Linked DNA regions of Athene noctua: region 2 is linked to region 1. A link is a contact called in public Hi-C data. All regions are on one chromosome and are shown on one strand. Each heading gives the region's core, a stretch centred on a gene start, on an enhancer-like site or on the middle of the called end of the contact. The rest is flanking DNA. Distances are from core to core; before and after follow the strand shown. Region 1 holds the start of SIL1 (SIL1 nucleotide exchange factor). Region 2 holds the start of HSPA9 (heat shock protein family A (Hsp70) member 9).

Evidence for each region. A called contact is a pair of places that touch in the nucleus more often than the background predicts.
Region 2: a Hi-C map of liver shows a contact between it and region 1, with 5 times the contacts expected there. The contact joins the promoter of HSPA9 here to the promoter of SIL1 in region 1. A contact is called at or near these places in 2 of 2 Hi-C or Micro-C datasets (heart and liver).

What each region holds. Positions count from the first base shown.
Region 1 is chr12:4,896,811-4,904,484 of bAthNoc1.hap1.1, reverse strand. It overlaps SIL1 (SIL1 nucleotide exchange factor), which reads right to left and starts at 2,752. Exons shown (of 10, transcript XM_074915812.1): 1 at 2,693-2,752.
Region 2 is chr12:5,269,858-5,276,633 of bAthNoc1.hap1.1, reverse strand. It overlaps HSPA9 (heat shock protein family A (Hsp70) member 9), which reads right to left and starts at 5,204. Exons shown (of 17, transcript XM_074915891.1): 1 at 5,033-5,204; 2 at 3,926-3,984; 3 at 2,472-2,559; 4 at 2,177-2,358; 5 at 1,546-1,670; 6 at 1-45. The coding sequence starts at 5,119.

The DNA.
Region 1 (7,674 bases), core at 1,503-4,002:
AAAACAACAGAGCTCCTCACCCTGACGAAAAGGCACCCACCCAGCAATGCAGAACGAGCACAGTCATAACCATTCCAATTCACATCTTTTAACTTTCATAAATTAAGCTCTTCAGCTCAATTTGCACCAAACTACTTTGGCAGTGAAGACACCTTCCCAGGCCCTGCAGGGCGAGAGACACTGGCCTGGGCTGCCCGTGGGGAAGGGCAAGGGCCCCTCCTCCCCCCTTACCCCCAAACAGCCCTACCGACCTGTGCAATGGGCTCTAGCCCATAAGGGTCATCACCCAGCCCAGCGGGCCAGCCCTCCCTGCCCCAGACAGAATAATTTGAGGCAAGGATTGCTGAAAGCAATTGAAAACATCAAAACAAGGTGATTAAAAGTGGGCGAGAGTAGCTGCACCAAACCCCAACTGAAGGCTCTGGGAGAAACCCAGCAAGGGAGTAAGATCTACAAATCTTATACAAAAGTGGGGCTGAACTTCCAGGAACGTTTAAGATTTGCCAATGACTCATGAGGATTTGAGGGGTTTTTCAGTCAGAGCTTTAGGAGCAAGCTGCCTCATGAACTGCAGCCAAAAGAGATTTGACAAAGCCTTCGTCAGCACGTGCTGTCTCCTTTCATAGGGCTGTTTCCCAGAAGATCCCAAGTGTTGTGTCATTTTTCACTTCAGGTGCTAAGAATATCTGTGTGTTAATAAAAAATAGTAACTGGTTTCATAGGGAACCTATCAACAAAGCACTCGACAAATCTTAATTAACGCTGATTCACCTACTTCACGAGTGCAAGTTAAACATTATTTCTCAGAGGGGGAAGCTGAGCAGTAAGAGAGCTGAGGTGGGTTATAAAAGCCACTGAGGGAGTCAGTAGCAGAGAGGATTAGCACATAGAAAGGCTGACTATTATCCCTAAATTTATCCCAATAATCCAGTGACTTGCAAATTCTCAGGGTATAGCTGACGTGCTTTCAACCACACCTGTCCAGCTTGACATCGGTATTTAAGTAGCCTTACAACTCCTCACCAAGTAAGAGCAGGCAGAGAGGGTCTGAGGGTGCTGGAGAATTTTTCAGGTGTTTTATTGCTCTGGCTAAAAAAATTCTCAACTGAAAAAAGGAGAAGGTGGCAACAATAGCATCAGCACTGATCTCGTGTTGCTCTAGGGCACAGGGATGTCACTGCAGGTCCAAGGGCTGTTCTGATAACTCACTAGGAATTGCCAGTTTCCAGCTTACTTCTTTAAAAGGAACATATCAGTATCCCTTCAAATCTACTAAATATGTGGCCACACAGACCGCAGACCACAGGAACTTGCAGACGGGGCACTCACACCTCTGTTATGCACTTCTACATCAAAGTTTCCGAGGCAAGACTTTGGATGTCTTCACCATATAAATGCCTTGGAGGCTGCTGGAAAAAATACCAGCACGGGTCATTTTACGGGAGAGTTGGGGGAAAGAAAAGCCGAAAAATAAGTCCATCCCTTAACAATGCTACTTGCAGAGCATTCAAAAGGATCACACAGAACAGAAACACTGCAGTAGGATGTTTGGTAAACGGCAGGGTGTGTCATCGGCTTCTAAGCCGTAGGGACTTATCTGCATTTAAAAGGCTTCCTACCACAGCTGTACGCTGGGGCAGCCTCCTCACACAGAGCTCTACCAACAGAAATGTCTGTGCAGATTATACTCTTTTGGCAAGCAAATTAAACAGTATCAGTGAAGTCATACTTTCTGCCTCTAAGGCATATTTGTACTAGGTTAGTTCTATCAGCAAAACACTGTAAAAATAAATAACTTGCCCCTAAGAAATTGTGTCTACAGAACTTGTTAGTGTAAAGCCAGGCCATCTTGTGAGGCGGGTAGTGTTGATTATTTGTCAAAGATTACTTCTAATGCGAGTGTTAGTCAACCACTAAAGTTAAACACTGTAAGGCAATATTCCAAATATTGTTTATATACAAAATCCCATTTGCTCAGGCTCAGTTTTCACTCCCTGGCTTTATGCAACATGCAATTTCACTAGTTCTCCAGCAAGAGAGCCATATGCAAGCTTGTACCAAAATAATTAAACAGTTTAAAACTCAGGCCTCATGTTACCGAGTGCATACCCAGAGGAAAAATCCATTTTAACAGCCCAGAGCTACACCAAAGGTACCAGCACACTGTCACTCCAGAACTGCCCGAGTGCAAAGGGGGCCTGCAGTCACCCAGCCCATCCTCAGGTGCAAGGCAGATTCCAAACTGCTCCTGTTTTGTTGAATTTGTATTTAAAATCTTTCAGGGTAAGGGATTCTCATCTGCCTGAGCACCTTGTCCCACATTTTGTGGGCAGGCGCCCGCCACAAGGCCCTGATTTTCGGTCACTTCTAGAACAGGACAGCCCAGGCAACTGTCTCCGCTTACCAGCCCTGCCGAGGCAGGCCGAACCCCCCGAGTTTAGGTCAATCGCCGTTACTCCTCTCCGGGCCCTGCGCCCCCAGAGCCCGGGCAGGGCCCCCTCTGCGGGAGCGCAGGGCGGCAGGCGGCCCCCGCCCCAGCCAGGCCTCATCACCGGCTCTCCCCGAACGAGGGAACCGGCAGGGCCCGCTCCGGCGCGGGAGGCGGCGGCCGACCGCCGGCCCCGAGCAGCGGCCCAGGGCACCGGGGTCCGGGCCAGCGCCCCCGCCGCGGCCCCCGCGCCCCCCCACTCACCGCTCCGCACTGCGCACGCTCCGCTCAGCCCCCGCCCCGGCCAATCCGCGCTCGCCGATGCGGTGGCCACGCCCTCGGCCGCGCCCCCTCCCGTGAGGCGGGGCCGCCGCGCTGGCGGCCCCGTGAGCGGCCCTGGCGGGGGGCGGCGGCTCCGTTCGCCCTGGCCGTGGGCACGCTGCCTGTCCCGGGCCGCGGACACCAGCCCCGCCGAGGCGGAGCCAGGCCCCGAAGAAATTCGGTCGCCCTGAGGGAAGGACGGGCTGACTGACCGTCGCCTTTCCGTACCGGTTTTAGGGAAAAAAGGGTAAAATAAATGGCTTTCCCGAGTAACGTCTGCTTGCTTTCGGCGTGGCCTTACGCCGCGAGCACCGGGACCTTTCCTCGCCGGGCGGCGGCCCTCGGGCTCGGGTGGTGGGGTGGAGACCGCCCTCCCGGTGTACCCCCTCCCCCCCAGCCCCGACCTGGGGGAGCCCGGAGCCCCCGGGGTGCAGCCGGGGAAGGGTGCCTGGCCCCTGGGCCTGTCCTGCCCGCTGCAGCCTCGACCCGCCTGTGCTGGGGCGACCTGAACTCCCCGGCCCCCGACGGGCTGTGGGGAGGAAGGTGGTAGGATTTGCGAGGTTCGGGAGATGTGGTTGGCCTTACACATCACATCTTCCCTGCCGCCGGCTGCTTCAGCACCCTCTTTATTTTTCACACGTTTTGAGGGAGGTGGTGAAGTTTCAGGTAAGTACAAGGGTGTTAATTCACAGCCTTGGACCATGCTGAACTGAACAAGAGGCGAGAAAGTCGGATGGGAAGGCACGGGGGCTGCTGGAGGCCTGACCCCGTGGGTCCCCTCTGCCTCATTAGCTTGTAGCACCCTGCTGATTAAAACGGGGTGCCAAAGCATTTCCCACCCTTTTCCCCGCTGGTGACTGAGTGATGGCATTGCAGAAATGACAGAAAACCCCCAGTCAGGAGCTACGCAACCGTCCTCCCCTGCAAGGGCTCGGCTGGGCCTGAGGGTGCCCGTGGGCTCCACCACACACCAGGCAGCAGCCAAAAACACCCTTACAGCCCCAAAATTAAACCTGCACTGCCTAAATATCCAGCAAGTGACAACTGACAGGATGGCACAGCATAAGGCAACCTGTGGGAAGCTGCATGCCCGCTCTGTCCCCTGGGCCCGTGGCCCCGTGGCTCCACTCACCCGTGTGCTGTGTTTTGCTGCCAGCACCCACAGACATCCTGGAGGCAGAGGATTGGTTGCAAGCAAATCTCAGGTTTCACTGCCAGTAAATTAAATGTTTTCAGTCTTTCTAGGTTAGATGTAAACACCTCGTATTCAGAATCTGGAATCATAACCCATCAGGAGTGCTTCACAGATTTATAGAGGCTTATGTTTTTTATTGGGGTTTTATGATTTTTCAGGCAGGTATGTGATATCTGGCAAGACGTAACTCCTGGCCTTTGGATGTGTGAAAGTGCTGCCATACTCTAACCTCTTCTTTCTCTTCCTATTGGGGCTCTGGGCCTGCTTGGCTGCTGAAGCAGCATTGCCACCAGCTCAGGACAGGGCTCATCTCTGCCCAAACCCTGCTGTGGTCTCTCTGGTGGGGCAGGCAAGCTGGATCCTGCTCTTCCCCTTGTTTCTGCCAGGTGAAACGGCACTAATGGGTTGATCAGTCATCTCTCTGCCAGCCCCCTCTTTCAGACACAGCAGGAGCAGCAATAAAACCTCTTCATGCACCAGACCCAAGGCTGGCAGTCAGGCAGGGCTGGCCTTTCCTCTGCTTGCAGCTCAAGAGCCAAATGCCAGCTGGAGCACAGGGAAGAGGAGTTTCGCCCCAAGTTGCAGCCTGATAGCGATGCGGCAGGGTGCTGGGACTCCGGCCTCACTGCCCCGTGACAGCCCCAGGCGGTTTGGGAAGTCTTGATGAGATGTTTGGTCCATCATCACAGAGAGCAGCGATGCTGCATCCTGGGGCGATACCAGCCTAATCCCACCGTCTGAAACCACTCGCACATCAAAGAGATTAGAAAACACACTCTGCATGTATTATCTTTTGCATTTCAAGTTCTTCTGTTTGATCTGATGGGATGCAGGGGTTTTTTTTTCAAAGGTATTGGAGAAGATGGGTGTGATAGAGTAATTTAGGGCTGGGAGTAATTTTTCATCAATGTACTTAAAGACAATCACAGCACTAGGAGGGAGGCCTAATTGTGGAGTTGTGTAATTAGTTTTTATGTCACTGCAATTATTCTGTTGGCTACATATAAAGAACATGGCAAAATGCAGCACTTAATTTTAAATCAAGACTTGATTCTCTTTTAGTAGGTAATTGATGTTGATCACATCACTTAGCAGCGACTATAAAATGTGCTATTTAGATTGTAAAAGGATGGAGAAAAGGACTAAGCAGATAGGTAATTGATGGATTGCGGGCTGCATTGGTGGGAGGCAGCATTAATCCTTCAGACTTCAGTTGTCTTTGTTTGCAGCCACTTCTGGGCATCGTTAGTGGCCCAGAGCGTTAATGAGCACAGAGCCGCTGATTCCCCAGCATCACAAGCTGCAGTAAACGGCTGCTCTGCCCCCGGACAGCAGCATCAACAGATGAATTTGCACTTAACGCAATTGATTCCTTCTGTTTAAATACCTTCTTTTAAGGGCAAGCTTTGCTCAAAGCAGCTCGGCTTTGAGCGTAGTGTGGGATTCAGGGCTGGGTTCTGTCTGCTCCTCTCTCCCAGGCAGAGACAACCAGGCACCGCTGCCCAGGTCCCGCAGGCTGCCTGCTAGCCCAGAGCCACTGGTATCCCCAAATACCGTGCCACCGGCACCTCAGTCTTCCCTTATCAATAGCGCTGAGCTGTTCAAAAGAGGAAGTCAGAAAAGCTGAGGGTGCAGAAAGGGGTTATTCCCTGCAGAATGGCACTGACATCTTCTCAGTCAACAGCTTCACAAGTTTAACAGTGAACTAGACTAAGAGCCTAGAAAAGTTGGGCCAGTCCTAGGCCTGAGCAGCAGGGAGAGCTTGTTTAACCCCAGGCAGGATGATACGAAACTTGCCCTTGCTTAGCACAAGCCCAGATCAATAGCATGACACTGTGGTGTGATTCACTGTCACAATAAAGTCAATAAAACTTTTCCTTGCCTTTGCAGTTGGGCCTAATTACTTGATTTCAAGGACTGCTGCTTCCTGAGTACGAGCTGGAGGTGAGACAGTACAGTCACTGCAGGGATGGTGCAGGGAGGGTGACTCCTGGGCTATCAGAAATTCAGATTTTCTTCAGGAGAAGGCATGTGGGTTTGTGACCAGGACTGCCACGTGCTTGGCTGGAGCCACCTCTTCTCCTCAGAGCCTTCCTCAGGGCCATATGGCTTCTCCATCAGCTCAGCTCTGTCCTGAAGTTGGTCAGAAATGGAATTACCCAGCTGGTGCCAAATACCCCCAGACACATAATCAGACATCCAATTTAAGTCCAAAAGCAAAATCAAGTAACAAGGTTCCATTGCTGTGAAGTTAAGCAGCGCTGCTCCTTACCAGTTAACTCTTAGTTTTTGGTGGTTTTTTCATGCTAAAGTACCTGCAAGTAGCTTTCGTTTGGGGCAGACCCAGAAAAAAGCCCTGAGATGCTGTTTGAAGCAGAGCAGAGGGAGGCACAGACATCTGCAGGCAGCTGATGGGCACTGGGGAACCTCCTGTCCCCACCACACCAGGGCTCTCCCTGATCACCCTGCCGCCTTCACGGGGCTCCTGCACCGAGCTGCTGTCAGCAGGAGGGGTTGATTGCCCTTTACCGCCTGGGAGGACCTCAGGACCATGAAAGGTATCATTCTCCTGGATAAGCAAACTCCACAGGCTGCAGGACACTCATTAGGTTGAGTTTCCAGGTGGCCGGTCTGGGCTTTGCACTCCACACTTGCACCAAAATAGATGGATTTGTGGCCAGACAGTCACTGGGAAGAGAGTCCTACCAGAATTTTTGTCTGAAACACTTTTCCTCTTCAGCCTTTACTTCCCCTCAACCTTTTGTGTTGTGCCGTAACTCCAAAAGATTAGATGAAATTCAGGCTCCAGTGGGTGTAATTAACGACCTGCAGCTCTGGCATCATGCTGCATTCCCTCCCAGCCTGCCCTGGCCGGCCTCACTGCTGCCAGAGAGCTGGCAGCAGCCACTTTCCACACTGAGATGATGAAACACGTCTTTACAACCCAAGGATTGAGTCATAACCCAGTCTGAGTTCAAAGCAGACAATTTTTGCAGCACATACTCATCCAGAGAGAACAGTGGTGAGCCCTGGGCTTGAGATGGGCTGGCATTGGATCTGCAGGGTTACCCCACTTGCTTTTAAAAATGCTTTTTCTCACCCATTTTGTGTGCTGGGACGTGGGGACTTTTGCAGGACCAGTTCTGCCATGTCAGCGTCAGCCAAATTGCCGTAAGGATCAGCTGTGTCCCACTTGAAGCCTCTCATCACCAGCAGCCCAAATACTATTTCATTCACCATCCAAAAAAAAAAAAAAAGACTCATCCAAGGGCTTTTGCTGTCAGTCCCTCAGAGGCTCCAGAGCAGTAAATGCGATGAGATGAGCCGAAGGCAGTCCCTGCTCATGGGGAGGCTCTTCCAGTGGGACCAGGGGGCAAAGCATGAGGGTTTCTGGGTGAGCTGCTGCCCGTGCAGTGGTGGCACAGCTTGGGGTTGGGGTCCTGGTGGGTGTCAGTCCCCTGACAACTCTTCTCCCTCTCGAATGCCTCCGCAGGATGGCTTGGCCTTTGTGGGAGCCTGGTAGCATCAGGCAGGGGAGTAAGGGCAGGCTCTGACTTATTTCAAGAGCCCAGCAATACCAGATGACTCCAGCATTTCATTACAGGTTATTAACAATGCCGTTCATCACAGCCAAGCGGTTTGCCACATGCAGGCTCCCCACCGGGCTTCCCTCACTCCTGTTTGGTATCAGGTTTGGATTAAATTAGATAAGGTAGCAAGGGTGATCAAT
Region 2 (6,776 bases), core at 3,955-6,454, 370 kb before region 1:
GGACTGTGATCACAGCATTCTTTGCTGAATGTCCCAGGTAATTTTCTGGAAAAAAAGAGAAGACAAAACAGAAAGTTATGCTTAGAAGATAAGAATACCATAAAGTTGTTGTTATGTAGTTTGAAATAATTTTCCTGAACTAAGAACAGAAGAGTCTCACTGCTCAAGAACTTGCTGCTTTCTGGGAAGATGCAGAGGGGGCTGTGCAGAATTCAAGTCCTTCATGGAATAGTCTGTGGACATCTGACAGAACAGCAAAGCACCTCCATGATTTAATCACTGCCTGGATGCCACTAGTGAGGAAAAATTAATCCAAGAGCTTAATTTGCCGTTTTAGTGTCTGAGACTGAAGTTGTTTACCATTTCTTTGGAGCATGCAACATGTGATGCACTTAAAACTGACTCATTTTCATCCTGTTTATAGACCCTGCTGATGGTAACATTTATACAGTATAAATACTGTATATAACTTTATAAGCATTTGAGACAGCAAGTCAAGAAAAATATGTATTGCAGCCTAATTTAAGGTCATAAACGTCTCCGAAAAAGAAGAAGGATGTTATCAAAAGCAGATTCAGAACTGTTAAAAATAAGAATGTGCACGATGTGGTGAGAATGCACAGATAGGACTTATGCCTATGCTTTAGCAGTGCACAGACTTTACACACTGCATTATTCTGTGCTGCCTGCAAAGAAAGATTGTTCCATAGTTGAACTCATGTAGCATCCAGGCCAAAAGCCATCAGACCTACAGGAAGCAGACCCCTGCTCAAGGCAGAGGAACACCATCCTCATGAGTAAATCAGATTCATCACACTTAGATGTTCACATACCACATACTCATATTTTAGTCTTGGGTGGAAAGCTTTAGTGTCAAAAAAAACCAAACAGCTTTGGATGAAGCTTCAGTAACAACCTTTAGTTCTGGCCCCCAAACACTTATCACTGGATGCACCACCTTTACCAAACAAGGCTGTGGGAAACAACTACTGACTATTAGCTCTATGTATTATAGTCTAAAAACACATTAGAAATTGAAAAGAAAAAAAATATTTCTCCAGGCCAAAGGATATTTTCCCCTAGTGGGGATTTAAAGTCACCACCAGCTAAGAAGATATTAATTCAGCCTAAAAACCAGGTCCCTTCAACACTCCCTTTCTTGCTATGTACCTAGTAGGTAAGAACAAAGCCCCTCAAAAGCCTGGCTGCCACAGCCCCTGCTCAGCTGCAGCCAGGGAGGCACAGGGACTGCAGCTTACAAGGAAAGGGGCTCCCCCTTCTGAGTAAGCATGCATTCAATTCAATTCAAACTGAGCATCAACTCAATCACTATTCCATTTTGGTAAGAGTGTATTTGAAATAAAGCACTAATACCAAAGCTCCAAGATTGAGGGAGGCACTGATCTTCCTAACTGCCCACCACTGTACCCTTCCACAGTCTGCCCCACATAAGGGCCTGCTATACAGGGATTCCCCTCCCTCCCCATGTCATGGCCCAGCACCAAGGTCACACTTGCGGACACAGACTGCACAAACTGTACCAACCTGCAGTTTCCTTCATCTTCATTAGTACGAAGGCACCGATCTGGCTTGGAGAATAGAGTTTCCCATGAGCCTCTACCCAGGCGTCACCGTTGGAGGCACGGACAATTTTAAATGGAACATTCTTACTAAAAAACAGAAGTATTCCACACTCAAATTTCTGTATCAGCATACAGCACAAAACCCTACAATTAGCATCAGCAGATGAACACACCCAAGTTCTAGACAAAAAATACTGAACTTGCCAACATCAGCCTCAGAACCAGGGAGTCTCAGAATTTCAAATATACTTCTGCTTTTAATCAGCTACATCATTTAATCGTAAGCCTTAGGTATGATCATACAGCTTTAATTATAAACGCCCTCAAGAATGAGAAAAGCCTTCATTGGTAGATGCTGACCATTCTGTACAGCATCAGCAAGGCTTTTTTAATTCTTATCCAAAAACCTTAGTATGATCAGCAACTGATGGAGCAAAATACAGCCTGGCCCCCAGAATATAAGCAATCACACCCTGAGACATGAGGGCATAGCTACTTCAGCCAAGAGAGTTGTATTTTAAAATGTCATGCTACACAGTGTTATATTTTTCGCATCCCTGCTGGTAGTGGAATTGCTCTCCACCCTCACTCACATATCCTTCTTCACTTCAGAGTCGTCAAAGCGCCGCCCGATGAGGCGCTTGGTGGCGTAGAAGGTGTTGTGTGGGTTGGTCACCGCCTGCCGCTTTGCCGGCATTCCCACCAAGCGCTCCCCATCCGCTGTAAATGCCACAACTGAAGGGGTTGTCCTGGCGCCTTCGGAGTTTTCCAGCACCTGTGTAAAAAATGTAACAGGGTGCCGTCAAAAAGCACTGCCTCCAAGAATGCTAGTTTGGACATTCCACTTCTAATAACGTTACTGCAAGCTGACATTCATTTTTTACTCACTTTTGCTTGTTTTCCTTCCATGACTGCCACGCAGGAGTTTGTTGTACCCAAATCAATTCCAATAACGGCACCTTTAATTGCTTCTGAGCTGTAAAGCATATTATGAGAAAAATAAAATTACCACTAAAGGAAAATAACTGAACAGCAAAAAAACCTTTCTATCCTGAAGACAGGATAAAGTGGTTTTTCACTAGATGCTGAAGCAAATACACACTGTAATCTGACCTAAGGTGTTCTCTGACTCTTACACTGGAATATAACCTTATGCCTCTGTGTTCAATCAGATCACTTATAGGCAAATGCTCACTTGTTTAAGTAACTGTATAAAATATTATTCTTCCCCAGAGTAATCTGTACTACATATATTCTCAACATCTCTTAAGATTCTGACATAAAACAAAGTCATAACTAATTCTGTCCCTACACAGACAGGACTTGTTTTGGGTTACCTTTGACCTTCACACTTGTTTTAAAACATCCACCCAGAGTCAAAACGCTAATAATAAATTGGTTTATTTATCATTGATTAGCACAAAGAATACACAACGATAAAAAAATACTCAACCTACGCAGGGTTCTCTGAGCCAGAGATAACTTTTTGATCCTGAGGAGCAACAAATTAATTCTGGAATGGAAGTTGTTCTTACACAAGACAAATCTGAACCTCCTCCTTTGTAGGAAGGGTGTCTTACCCCTTTCAAGGCTAGAGCGAACTCCTGTATCATACCTTTGCGTTATAAACAAAGTCATGTTCTGGGATGGAGAAAGCATCCTGAGGGCAGAGCAGGACCATGTTTATTCCCAGGCTATCACCCTCTCTCTCCAAGGTGCTAAGTTGCTCTAACTCCACATCAAATAACATAAAGTGGTGATCTTGGAAACGTGCAACTGCTCGGTTTCTCTGTGCTAACCAGAACTGGGCAGTTTTCCTAACACAAACACATTTCCCATTCTGTGTCCTGAATCAGCATCAACCACAAAACATCTGACAAAGTTACACAACTAACTGCTACTCTCTACCCATTATCTTCCAACAAGAAAAACAAATGATTAAAATGCATGAGCCATTTGAAATAAACTTTATCTGTAGTGAAATGGAGCCCTGCATCACTCTTGTTTCATGCCAGCGTAAAACAATTTGTCCCATCAACGTTTGGGGTATTTTTTTGTTTGTTTTGTATTTTGGTTTGGGTTTCTTTTGTTTGTTTTAAATCAAACAAATCTCAATGATCCACATTTTGTTGATGCTACTGTTGGTGGGAAAACAGGGGAAGAACAGTTCCCCTGAAAAAAACAAAAGAAAGAAACAGTCTTAGAAAAGTTACACGCATAGGTTCTGGTTTTATCTTGCTGGCTTTACTCCATCAGTCCACCTGTGACTCCATAATCAGTTGTGGAGGAGAGTAGATATAAATCTCAAACGGCCAAACATGAAAAAACAAGGAAATACTTACGCATATTTTCTGCTGGATGCTGCTCTGAGAACATTTTGACTGAGGCCATTCCAGAATGTCTATAAAATGAAGACATTCTAATGAAAATTCAGTTTTAAACATTAAGTGATCTTCAAGTCAAGACTTTCAAAGGTAAACAACTTCGGAAGCAACACAGTCCTTCTACAACGTTTTATTTTCAAAAATTTTAAGTGCAAGCTAAGGGAGAATTTGAGAAAGATTCAGAATACCATCAGAAACTAACTACTACACTTCCTCATCTGGAATAACCTTGATCTCTGTTACCAAAATAAAGCTGTTTCCCTCACAAAACAGTCTACAAATATACCACCAGGCAAAAGACATTTCAGCAATTAACTCTGAAATTTCAGCTTTGAATGAACAGCAGCAGATAAACATTAACTCCATTTCTCCAAGCTTTATGCGTGGTCAGCAGCAAATGACCTACTACATCCCTCGAAGAATCTGCAGTCGAGATTTTACAGTGACTCTTTAAACCTTCTGCAGTGGCCGTAACTCTGAGCATGCAAGTCAGTATCTTGGAGAAGCCCAAAAGCATTACTCCTTTTTCTGAGAGCGAGATTTAAATAAAACATCTTAAAGAGAAGCAGGACCACACCAAGACAGGAATATTTTGCTAACTCTTCGAGAACCTGGCCTAGCCGCGCCCCGTGCGCGGGTAAGGGTGAAGGGCCGGGAGGGAGCAGGCCGGCCCCGCGTCCGGATCCGAGGCCTGCTCGGGGCTGCGGGGCCTGGCGCCCGTGCCCGCTCACAAACCGCCGTCCCGTCCCGCCCCATCTCCGCTATCATTTTCAGACGGTGGGTGAGGAATTGTCCAATCTCACGACAAACTTCCCTGAAAACAGGCCCCGGCACGCGGAGCGCGCTCCCGGTGCGCCCTCCCCACCGGCTGCCGCTACGCCCCACGCTCCGATTCACAGTTTTCCCAATAAAATCTCCCCAGTACTGAGACACCCCAAGGGCCAGCGGCCCGGGCCCGGCGCCGCCGGGGTCGTCCCTCGGACGCTGAGAGCGCCCCCCCGGCCTCCCGCCATGCCCCCCCGGCCTCCCCTCGTCCCTCGGCGGCCCCGGCCGCCCCCCGCGCACCTGCGCCAGCCCGGGGGGCGCGGGAGCGGGCGCGGCGCGCGGCAGGAGCAGAGGGAGGCGCGCGGCGGCGCGGCTGGCGCTGAGCATGGCGGGGCGGCGGCGGACCGGGCCGGCGGCGGAACGAGGGTGCGCGCGGTGCCGCGGCTCTTCTGGAAACCTCCACCCACGTGGGCCGCGGGGGGGTGAGATTGCGCCGCAGGACCCCCGGCGCGGGCTGTCGCGGCGACCGCCTGATCCTCCCGCTCCTTTCGGCGCTCCGCTCGGACACCAACACCCGGAGAGCGGCTGCGCGCTGCCTTTGTGAGACCGTGAGAGAGCTCGCTACCTCGGCCGGCGGGGACTCGGGCGAGAAACGGGCGCCGAAGAGGCCGAGTGCACACCGGCACAGCTCAGGACAGCCCGGGTCCTGCGGGCGGCCGCGCACTCAAGGTCGGACAGGATAAAGCGCAGAGCGATTGCAGCGGCCTTGCGTCAGGACGGGCGGCGCGCATGCGCGGCTCGGCCCGGGACCCGCCTGCGCGGCCGGCGCTGGTGCTGCAGCGCATGCGCGGGGGGAGAGGGGGCGGGCCGTCCCACTGCGGCTGCGCAGGCCGCGGGAGGAGTGCGCGCATGCGCGATGGGGCGGGGGGCCGCGATGGGGCGGGGGCCGCGGGCAGTCCCGGGTGCCGGGCCCGTGGGCCGCTTTGGTCCCGCTCTTCGGTTGAACTGAGCCCCGGGGCTCGGGAGCGTGGGACACGGTCCACCCTGAGGCCGCCCCCTGCGGGCGGGGTGAGCCGCGGGCCCGCCAGTGCAGGGCCCGAGCCGCCGCACGGCTCCCAGGAACGGTGGGGGCACGGCCGAAGGCAAGGCTGTACCAGTTTGGCACGCAGCAGGTCTCTCTGTCTGCGGTGTGTCTTCATTTCTTCCCCAGTTATGCCAGTTTTATGACTTTTCCCCAAAGGCACATTCAGCTAAACCCCTCTGGAAGCTAGAAGTGTGGAGCCCAGCACCGGTGCTCCACCAACGCGGGCTCAGACGCGCTCCCCGCTTCCCGAAAGGCCGCCTTCCCGCCCGCTGGGGATGCCTGGATTGCCCGTGGAAGCTCATCGTTTCCCCAGCACCGGCTCTCCCGAGGAGCAGCATGGGCCGTGGCTGCTCGTCCCCGCCAGCACTGCGGGTTTGGGACGGGTCCCTGGGTTAGGCGGAGGGGAAGGCAGGGCTCGGCTGCCTGTTGCTGCGTGAGCGGGTTCATTCCTGGGGTTCGGGACCATCGCTGGGGCCCGGGAAATACCAGCCGGTATAACTGCGCCAGGATTAGCGTGCACCCAGGATAACCGCTCAGAGTGTTTCTGCGTGGCTCAGAAAAACCTGACTTGCTCGCTAGGGCATCTTTGCGTATGTAAATACGGAGTCCTGGGATGGGCCACCTCTAATCCAGCCACGTAGGAGGAGGGTACGTACGAGTGTCACCCTCTCTCATCGCCAGAAAGGGGCAGCAGCCAGCCGTGCTAGCGCTGCTTCCAGGCTGCTCCTGTGAATCATAAGCCTTGGAGAATGACAGCTTAATTCATATCACTAACAACTCCCAAGTTTTGGCAAGGCTGCAATTAAAACACTAACGCACTTAGAAGCGGCTCTCTGGGAGCTCTGTCTGCGCCACTCCTCCCGCACTCATCTCCGAGGGGAGAAAGGCAGCATGTGCCATCCCGCAGCAAACAAGCCCTTCACCCTGGGCCCTGACAGGAGTCGCTCAGACAGCTGCTGA